Regions from separate parts of the Mus musculus genome. Here region 2 is linked to region 1. A link is a contact called in public HiChIP or PLAC-seq data. All regions are on one chromosome and are shown on one strand. Each heading gives the region's core, a stretch centred on a gene start, on an enhancer-like site or on the middle of the called end of the contact. The rest is flanking DNA. Distances are from core to core; before and after follow the strand shown.

The links. HiChIP or PLAC-seq counts read pairs in DNA pulled down with a chosen protein or histone mark.
Region 2: an H3K27ac HiChIP or PLAC-seq map of embryonic stem cells shows a contact between it and region 1, with 4 times the contacts expected there. The contact joins the promoter of Kcnd2 here to the enhancer-like site in region 1. A contact is called at or near these places in 2 of 39 promoter capture datasets (hippocampal neurons and stem cell-derived epiblast-like cells), 5 of 484 Hi-C or Micro-C datasets (cardiomyocytes and embryonic stem cells) and 2 of 115 datasets of contacts at active chromatin or transcription factors (both in embryonic stem cells).

What each region holds. Positions count from the first base shown.
Region 1 is chr6:20,685,479-20,689,841 of GRCm38.p6, forward strand. No RefSeq gene overlaps it. Among named protein-coding and RNA genes, the nearest start is that of Gm38772, 280 kb to the right of the region's middle. Within about 2 kb of position 1,748, at least 15 of the 459 cell types and tissues checked have an H3K27ac peak or open chromatin away from gene starts, as enhancers often do. A contact at or near this core is called in embryonic stem cells and stem cell-derived epiblast-like cells, where this site is marked.
Region 2 is chr6:21,212,643-21,216,871 of GRCm38.p6, forward strand. Kcnd2 (potassium voltage-gated channel, Shal-related family, member 2) reads left to right here and starts at 2,704. Exons shown (of 6, transcript NM_019697.4): 1 at 2,704-4,229. The coding sequence starts at 3,657.

The sequences.
Region 1 (4,363 bases), core at 498-2,997:
GAGCATAAGCTTTGTATTCTGTTCAGGAAATTTTCCCCTGTGCACATGTGCTTGAGGCACTTCCCACTTTCTTTTCTATTAGTTTTAGTGTATCTGGTTTTATGCGGAGGTCCGTGATCTATTAGAACTTGAGCTTTGTACAAGGAGTTAAGAATGAATTGGTTTGCTGGACAGTGGTGGCACATGCCTTTAATTCCAGCACTTGGGAGGCAGAGGCAGGAGGATTTCTGAATTCAAGACCAGCCGATTTGCATTCTTCTACATGCCCCCCTCCAGTTGAAACATCACCATTGAAAACGCTGTTCATTTTCCACTGGATGGTTTTAACTACTTTGTCAAAGTTATGTAGTGGATTACATTGGTGGATTTCCATATATTGAAGTGAACATAGGTGTGTAGGTTCTTTTCTGGGTCTTCAATTATATTCCACTGATCTACCTGACTGTCATTGTACCGATATCATGCAGTTTTTATCACAATTACTCTGTAGTACAGGTTGAGGTCAAGGATGGTGATTCCCCCAGAAGTTCTTTTATTGTTGACAATACTTTTTCGTTATCCTGGTTTTTTGTTATTCCAGATGAATTTGTAAATTGCTTTATCTAACTCTATGAAGAATTGATTTGGAATTTTGATGGGAATTGCATCGATCTGTAGATTGTTTTCAGAGATCTTTCATCTTCTGAGATCTTCAATTTCTTTTTTCAGAGACTTGAAGTTTTTGTCATACAGACCTTTAACTTCCTTAGTTAGAGTTACAGTAACATAATTTATATTATTTGTGACTTTTGTGAAAGGTGTTGTTTCCCTAATTTCTTTCTCAGCCTGTTTATTCTTTGACTAGAAGAAGGCAACTGATTTGTTTGACTTAATTTTATATCCAGCCACTTTGCTAAAGTTTTTTTTTTTTTTTTTTTTTTTGGTCACTTAAGTATATGTTGTGAGCCGACCCATGGCTCACATGAACTGGGTTTCACCTGGGAGGCACCAGGGCTGAAAAGAAAGGGGAACTAGGTGGTCGAAAGAAAAATGGAGCTAAGTCAAGATTCCTGATCAAAGCTCAAATGTTTAATGGCAAATGAACTTATAAAGGGTTTGGGGGGGGGGGCATTCCTGCCAATTCATCCTTGGAGCCTGGAACCAGCTGCAGGATAGGGTGTAGTCTCTGGAGTAGCTCAGTGGCCTCCCAGCAGGTAGCAGTATCTTGAAGGGGAACAGAGACAGTGGCTGAATAGAGTGATCTAAGGAGGAAGGCTCCACACTAAGTAATCTCCTTAGTGGCAGCAAGGTCAAGGTCTGGCTTAGCCTGCTTCAGGCTGGGGGAGGTTACAACACCCCCCCCCCGTTATTAATATTTAAAAAAACAGCTGTACTGAGGCATAAAATTTATCTATGCTCTATAGTCCTGCCTGGGAATTATGGTGGCTGGCGGCCATGTTGGTCTTAGGAAATCTTAGATCTTCCCAAACCATCCAATTCTATCTTGGAGGCTAAATTCAGCTTGTTTGTGTTATATTTCACACAAAACATGGCTCTGTGGTGTGTTATCAACAGCCATGGCCTTTTGGCATGTACCTCTTTCTTAAATTGGTATGGTTCCGAGATCTGGATGCCCATCTTAGACTGTCCAGCCCTCATTAGCACACCTTAGTCCCAATTCAGACCAAAGCCACAGTATGTACTTAGAATGCTTCCTCATGAAGATTAATAACTGCCACCTGCACTGTTGGAGGTGAGGCTGCACACCTGCTGCAGTCAGGCTAAAGGGCTTTGACTGGCTTGCTTGACAAACAAAGTCCAGACAGTGAAAAGCAACAGTACAAAAGCTTCTTTGGGGAAGTCCAGGTACTCCATTCAATTGCAAATTAGCAACAATCAAGCTTAGACTTAGAGCTCCTGGTGTGGGGGAGGTGAATTTGAGAATCACAGAAAGGCTGTAACTTTCTGGGAGAGGAGGCTGTGTTCCAAAAGAACATTTCAGCTAAGAGGATTTTTAGCTACAATCAAGGTCAGAGTCATACTTACTGGAATATTCAGGATCTGTGTCCAGTTGACTAACCTTTCAGGCAGCCATATCGCTCCAGCTTTTTTTTTGTGAAAAAACACAGACTGAGCCCCTTCCCCAGATTAGGACAGGGTCTGGACCCTTCCATTTGTTAGTTAATGGGTCCTGCCACTTTACCATGGCTTAAGAACTAGAAGTAACTGGATGCCAGTGGTGATCCACTGCAGATTGTCCTTTAACATCAGTTTACAAAAAATTAAGAACAAATAAAGCAAAAGCAAGATGTGCCTTTGGTGACCTTGGGGAATATAACTGCCCCTGTTTTGTTTTTAAAAGCCATTTTTTTTTAAGTGCGATGAGCATGTTCAACTATTCCTTGTCCCATGGGGTTATAAGGAATTCCAGTTTTATGTTTGATGTCATACCTAGTTTCAAGGAAACCTAACGCCTCAGATATCTTTAAATAAAGATAAATCTCCTTTAGAGAATAGTATTTGGTTAAGGTAATATTAGGTTTTGTTTCTAAGATATGGTGAAGAGAGCTTAAGTCCTTTATATATTTATTTAATCAAATATTTATTAAATTCAATATATGCATCCAGGATGACTACTATGTGGAGATTTTGATGTAATGGATGACAATGTAATTATTTAACTGAACAACAAACTATCTCCTTTTGGAATTTTATAGGACTAAAGGGAACAGATAGATTTTATTAGAAAAGGGAAGTAAAATACATATAAATAGGGTGCCTAGAAGGAAGGGTTTGGGTTATATCTAACTGAGATTTTGCCTAAAGGTGTCCCAGGAGAATCAGTTGCTCTCCAAAATCTGATAGCAAGGCCCCACTGATGAAGACAGGAACTATACAACTCACTGAATATTTGCAATCCTATTTGGTGTCAGCATAGAGACTTTACCGCTAACTAGCAGTTTTTGCAAGGAAGGCACACTGTAGGCTACCCAAAAAGAAACACAAACACCAAACCAGCTACAAACACTTTGACAATGGTATGCTGCCTGCAAAAAATACTAGGGTAGAAATTACCTTATTAATACTATTAAAGGATCCTGAAAAGAATGAGCCTATCTATAAGCAAATTTCATTATTTTAGAGGCAATTACCATTTTTAATTGGCATTTCAATTTTAAACTATTTAAAATGACCATTTGTATAATTATAGCATCATCTCTATGCTTTAATTATGCTATGTAGGCTTTGCTTACTCACGAGTCATTCTTGATAGAACATTTTACAGCCCTGCTTTATCTGTCCTTCTCACATCTTCACTAATCTTTCTTATAATTTTCCCTTCACAATAAATATGTCCTTTTTAAATTTTTTCATATTTGAAATTAAAACTGATTTTATTGTTTTCCATTCGAACTAAATATTGCAAAGCAGGATCAAGACAGAGAAGTTACTTAAGAGAAAGGAAAGATGCAAAGATCTTTCAGATAGTTTGTAAAACATAAAAACAAATATAGACTCATTTTGATGATATGTTTGATTATATTCAACATATTGACTATAACCTCAAAAGGTGTCAACAAAGGTAACATCAATTTAATATAATGATCCACCCCCCCCCCCCATAACACAAAGTAACTCAAAGAAGAAAAATCTCCCACATCCCACAGTCTACATCAGCCATTCTCTAAAAGAGTTTCATCATTGCTCACAACGATCTCCCAAATCCTAGTGATCAGATGTAATTAGAGAATCTAACCACGGCTATTGTAGTGTGTTTTAGATTGGTAAGAAGAGAATGAAGTATGCAATATGTACCATTCCCAACGGTATTCCACAAATGACTATTCATGTACTTGAGAGCAAATATCAACTATAGACAACTAGGTAAAATTTTTATGAGTATTGAATTATTAGGCCTATATGTACATTTTATCACACTTGTGCTGTTTCTTTTATGATAATATAGTCATAATTCTGTTTTTACATTAATATTCTTTATTTTTATTCATTTTTTATTTTTTTTATGAATTAAAAGTATACCTTTTCATTACTTTTTCTCCCTCCAAACCCTCCTATATACTTGGATCTCTGTCAAAGTTACAGGCTCTTTTCTAATTCTTGTTACTGAGACTTTTAATTACAATTATGAAAACATTCGGAGTGTTACGTATGGAAAGAAAAATCAAACCTTTATATGTCAACTATTTACTAATGGATTGTTCTCTCAGTTTCCAAAAAAGCTTTGTGCAATGGGTGTGGTATAGAATCAGATAAAACTACTACACAATCTATCCAATAGTGAGTTGCCCGACAGAACATTTTGTTTTGTCAACATTTATCCAATTTTATTTTCTGTCACAATGATGTATAAGTCTTTTCCCCC
Region 2 (4,229 bases), core at 1,454-3,953, 530 kb after region 1:
GGTTCTTGCCTGTTGGGAGAGGGAGATATGCTTTATTCAGAGATAAAAGCAAGTATGATGTCTGTGGGAATTTCATGCACAGGCTGGATAAGATGAATTGTGTGAGCATTAAAATAATAAAACAGCTAGTTTCCATGTTCTTAGTAAAACACATTGAAACTTGAAAATATTATCTTTCATTTTTACAACAGGGCTAAAATGTTTTGCTTTATTATCTTTATTTTTCATTCATAGACGTTAACTAGTTTGTTAAATAAAATCAAATCAGTACACTATTTCCTGAGCAAGGATCTGAATATAGATGTGTTTAACCTAAGCTTAAATCTAGGTAAGTTTAATTCTCTGCACCGTGAGTAGCTGCTTGTGAAGAACGGATTACAACGCCTTCCCAAATTGTAGATGTTATGTTTTCTAAGGCTTCTCATGAAGTTAAGTATTTATTTTATGCTTGTAAGTATTTGATCTCCCAGTGGAAAGGGTCTGCTTCAAAGTCTGTTCCATCCTTACAGGGTAGGACGATATAATGGGCTTTTAGTACCTATGCCTCCTACTTATTTGGGTGGCTTGCTTTCTTCATCTTGCCAAGGTGCCATCTTTTTTATTTGTGCTAGCTTATTTTTTTATAGCAATTGGAAGGCAACCCCCTCCTTTCAATTTGCTAGTTTTCAGCCTTGCAAGCCTTGCAAGCATCCTTCACTTGGCTAATACAAACAAACAAACAAACAGCAGGTGTCCTAAACTTCCCTGGCACATTAGCTCCAGCCTTACGACCTACCAGCCCTGGAATTCCTAACCCGGCACGGGTAACTAAGCACAGAGAGCAAACATCCATCTTGACAGTTAAACCCATATAATACAGGGGATGTTTATTCTCATTCTTTGATGATTTTTTTCTATACTTTAAGTTCATAGGTTCTCTTTGAGCATCCATTTAAAGTGGGCACATCAAGCCTAGAGTCTTTTGGAAGTCAATTTCTTTACAGCAAATCACAACCCACTTTCCTTCTAAACAAAAGACAAAGCCTTGAATAATAAATTTTTATGTAGAAGTCAGTCTGCTCTTTCTAGTGAACTCCACTTTTCAATGGTCTTAATGGTTTTGTTGATCATGCTTTGGTACTTCACATGTAATTTTTCAAAGACATTTCAATAGGAAACTCTGTACATCATATTCCATGTCCATCAGAATGCAGTCTGAAGCCTGAACAACGCGTGACATATAAACACTGAAAAGGTGGGTGGTCGCAGGAAATTTAAAGATGTTTACGTGATCAGATTCTCTGTTGAATCAGTAAATTTTTCTGATCCTTTGCCTTTCTAAAGCGGCAACCTTGGATGTAAATTTAACTTCTCGCCACTCCCGCCATCTAGTGGCCATGGTTGTTAAAAGCTTGGTTTTAAGGAAGACACTTAATGACTGGGGGCGGGGTACACGAAGACCAAAATCGGTTGGCCACTACAATTTTCCTGTCTCTCCTCACATCACTCACCCTTCACCCGGGCACCTTTTCTTTCTTCGGTCATTTTAGATATGGGCAGGGATGCGCAAAGGGCATGAAGAGACACACACTCTAAGAGACTCACGCCCCTGCACACTGACATTTAGAAAAGGGTCTAAATTCTCCTGTCATTTGCAAAGGACAGGGGGAAAGGAGTTGTGGCAAGACCTAACCAGAGGAGATTTGTGTGACTTTTCCAGCAAGTTGGACGGGTAATATATTAGCCTTAGTAACATTAATATCTGTTTTGAACATACATAATTTAAAAAAATAAATAAAGGAACGTGGGAGAGTCACTTAAAAATTCTGTCGCGGAGCTTTGCAGGTTCTGCGACCCAGTCGCCCCCCAAAGGCAACCAATTCCTTCGCGTTCCGCTCTGTTCACCCTCCTTTCCAGCTTTTCTCGAATCTTTTTTTTTTCCTTGCCCCCCTTTCCCACGCTCATCTGGAACCGGGGCTCCGGAGGCAGCAGTAAGCCACCGGTCCCCTTCCTCCTCTCTTCCATCAAACAGCCGCGGCCGAGTGCCTTGAAGCTTCCCTTTGTTCATCCAAGGCTCGCTCATCCCCGGGGTAGAACCACCTGGATGCTCTCGCTTGGTGACATTTGGCGTCGAGGCTGGTGGGTGGCTAGGGTGGAGCGAGAGGAGCCCGAGGGGGCGGGGGCGGAGAAAGGTCAAGGCGAGGGAAAGGCAGGAGACGCCTTTGCCTAACCTGCGTGGCGGGGCTTGCGTGCGGCTCTCGCTCTCTTCCCAGCTTATTTATCGATCGCACCGGCAGAGCTGCGCGCGGTGCTCGGGGGAGATGCGGGACCACCCACTGGCGGGGAAGCAGCGAGCGGCCCTCTCGCGCCCCCGCGCCGCCGAGCGCCTCCTGCCTCCGCGCCCGGACGCCAGCCCGCTCCCGCCTCGGTCCCGGCCCCACGCCGCCACCGCCCGCCCCGCAGCCCCGCAACCCCGCAGTCCCGGCGCCCCGCAGCCCCGCAGCGCCCCGACCCCGGGGACGCCGGCCGCGCAGTAAGTTGGCAGGAGCGAGTGGCCTGGGCGGCTCGCCTCCCCCGCACCTTTTTGAACTTGTTGCTGTTGGCTCTGCTCGCCTGCGCCTGGCTTTTGGGAAGGTGACAAGGAGGAGGGAGGCACGGAGGGTGGGGGAAGGGGACGGAGAGCTCGCCAGAGCTTTATTTATGCTCCCCGGGAGCCTGGGATCTGGCTGCTCGGGAGCCGCTGGCTCTGCCTTTCCCTTTCCGGGTACAAGGCGACAGCAAAGTCTCTATGCAACTCAGCCCCGGTGCGCACTTTGCCAGGTATGTACCGCGGGCGAGGCGCGTTCTGCGCGGAGGCAGATGCTGCTGCCGCCACGGCGGCGGCGGCTGCCAGCTCCCAGGCTCTATAACTGTCACACTGCACCTGAGCTGAACTTGAACAGAGAGTGAAAGGGCCCATCGGGCAAACGCTCTCGGCTAGCGCAGAGGGTGTCAGTCGTCGTTGTGGGGGGGAGAAAGAGCTCTAGACCGACGCCCCCCGCCGCGAGCCCTGCACTTCACCTCCATCTCTGCAAGCGCAGCGTGAGTACAGGCGGCCAGCGGACTCCAAGGGACGCGGGACAGCGGCTGTGACCGCATCTCCGGAGCTACAACAACAGGTCGTCTTTTTGAGACGCCTTTGGCGGGAAGGACCACTTCAGCAAAAGGGGAAGGTGAAAGGGTTCTTTCTTTTAAGAGACTACCACTGACTGGTTGACTTTCCCTGTTTCCTCTCTCCTGCTCTATATACCGACCCCATATCTACCAGACTGTATCAGGGGAGAAGCGAAGACACCTGTTTGAAGCCAGGCTGTCTCCGAAGTCACCTGTACGTTTACATGTGCCAGGACCTGCCCTGGTCCAACTGTTGGCAGAGATTTGTTTAGGCTTTATGGAGAGAGATTTTTAGGTCACTGTATTTTTTTTTTCTTAGTATTCCAAATACTTCTGTGAGGGAAACCTGACCTTCTTGAGTACTGTGACTTGACCTGCGCCACCTTGGAATAATCGTGTTCCTGTGAGCAGTGTCCCCCCAGTGTTTTGCCTGAGGTGAAGAAGTGGGGGGCACTTTCTTACTTTCATTGTGTTATTTTGGGTGACCCCCCTGCTCACTCTCGTGACCTCCACTTCCAGACAACATGGCAGCCGGTGTTGCAGCATGGCTGCCCTTTGCCAGGGCAGCCGCCATTGGGTGGATGCCTGTTGCTTCGGGGCCTATGCCTGCGCCCCCAAGACAGGAGAGAAAAAGGACTCAGGACGCTCTGATAGTGCTGAACGTGAGTGGCACCCGTTTCCAGACATGGCAAGACACCCTGGAACGATACCCAGACACTCTGCTGGGTAGTTCTGAGAGAGACTTTTTCTACCACCCAGAGACCCAACAATACTTCTTTGACCGTGACCCGGACATCTTCCGCCACATCCTCAACTTCTACCGCACGGGGAAGCTTCACTATCCCCGCCATGAGTGCATCTCGGCTTATGATGAAGAACTGGCCTTCTTTGGCCTCATCCCAGAAATTATTGGCGACTGCTGTTATGAGGAGTACAAGGACCGCAGGCGGGAGAATGCTGAGCGCCTCCAGGATGATGCAGACACTGACAATACAGGAGAGAGTGCGCTGCCCACCATGACTGCTAGGCAGAGGGTCTGGCGGGCCTTTGAGAATCCCCACACCAGCACCATGGCCCTGGTGTTCTACTATGTGACT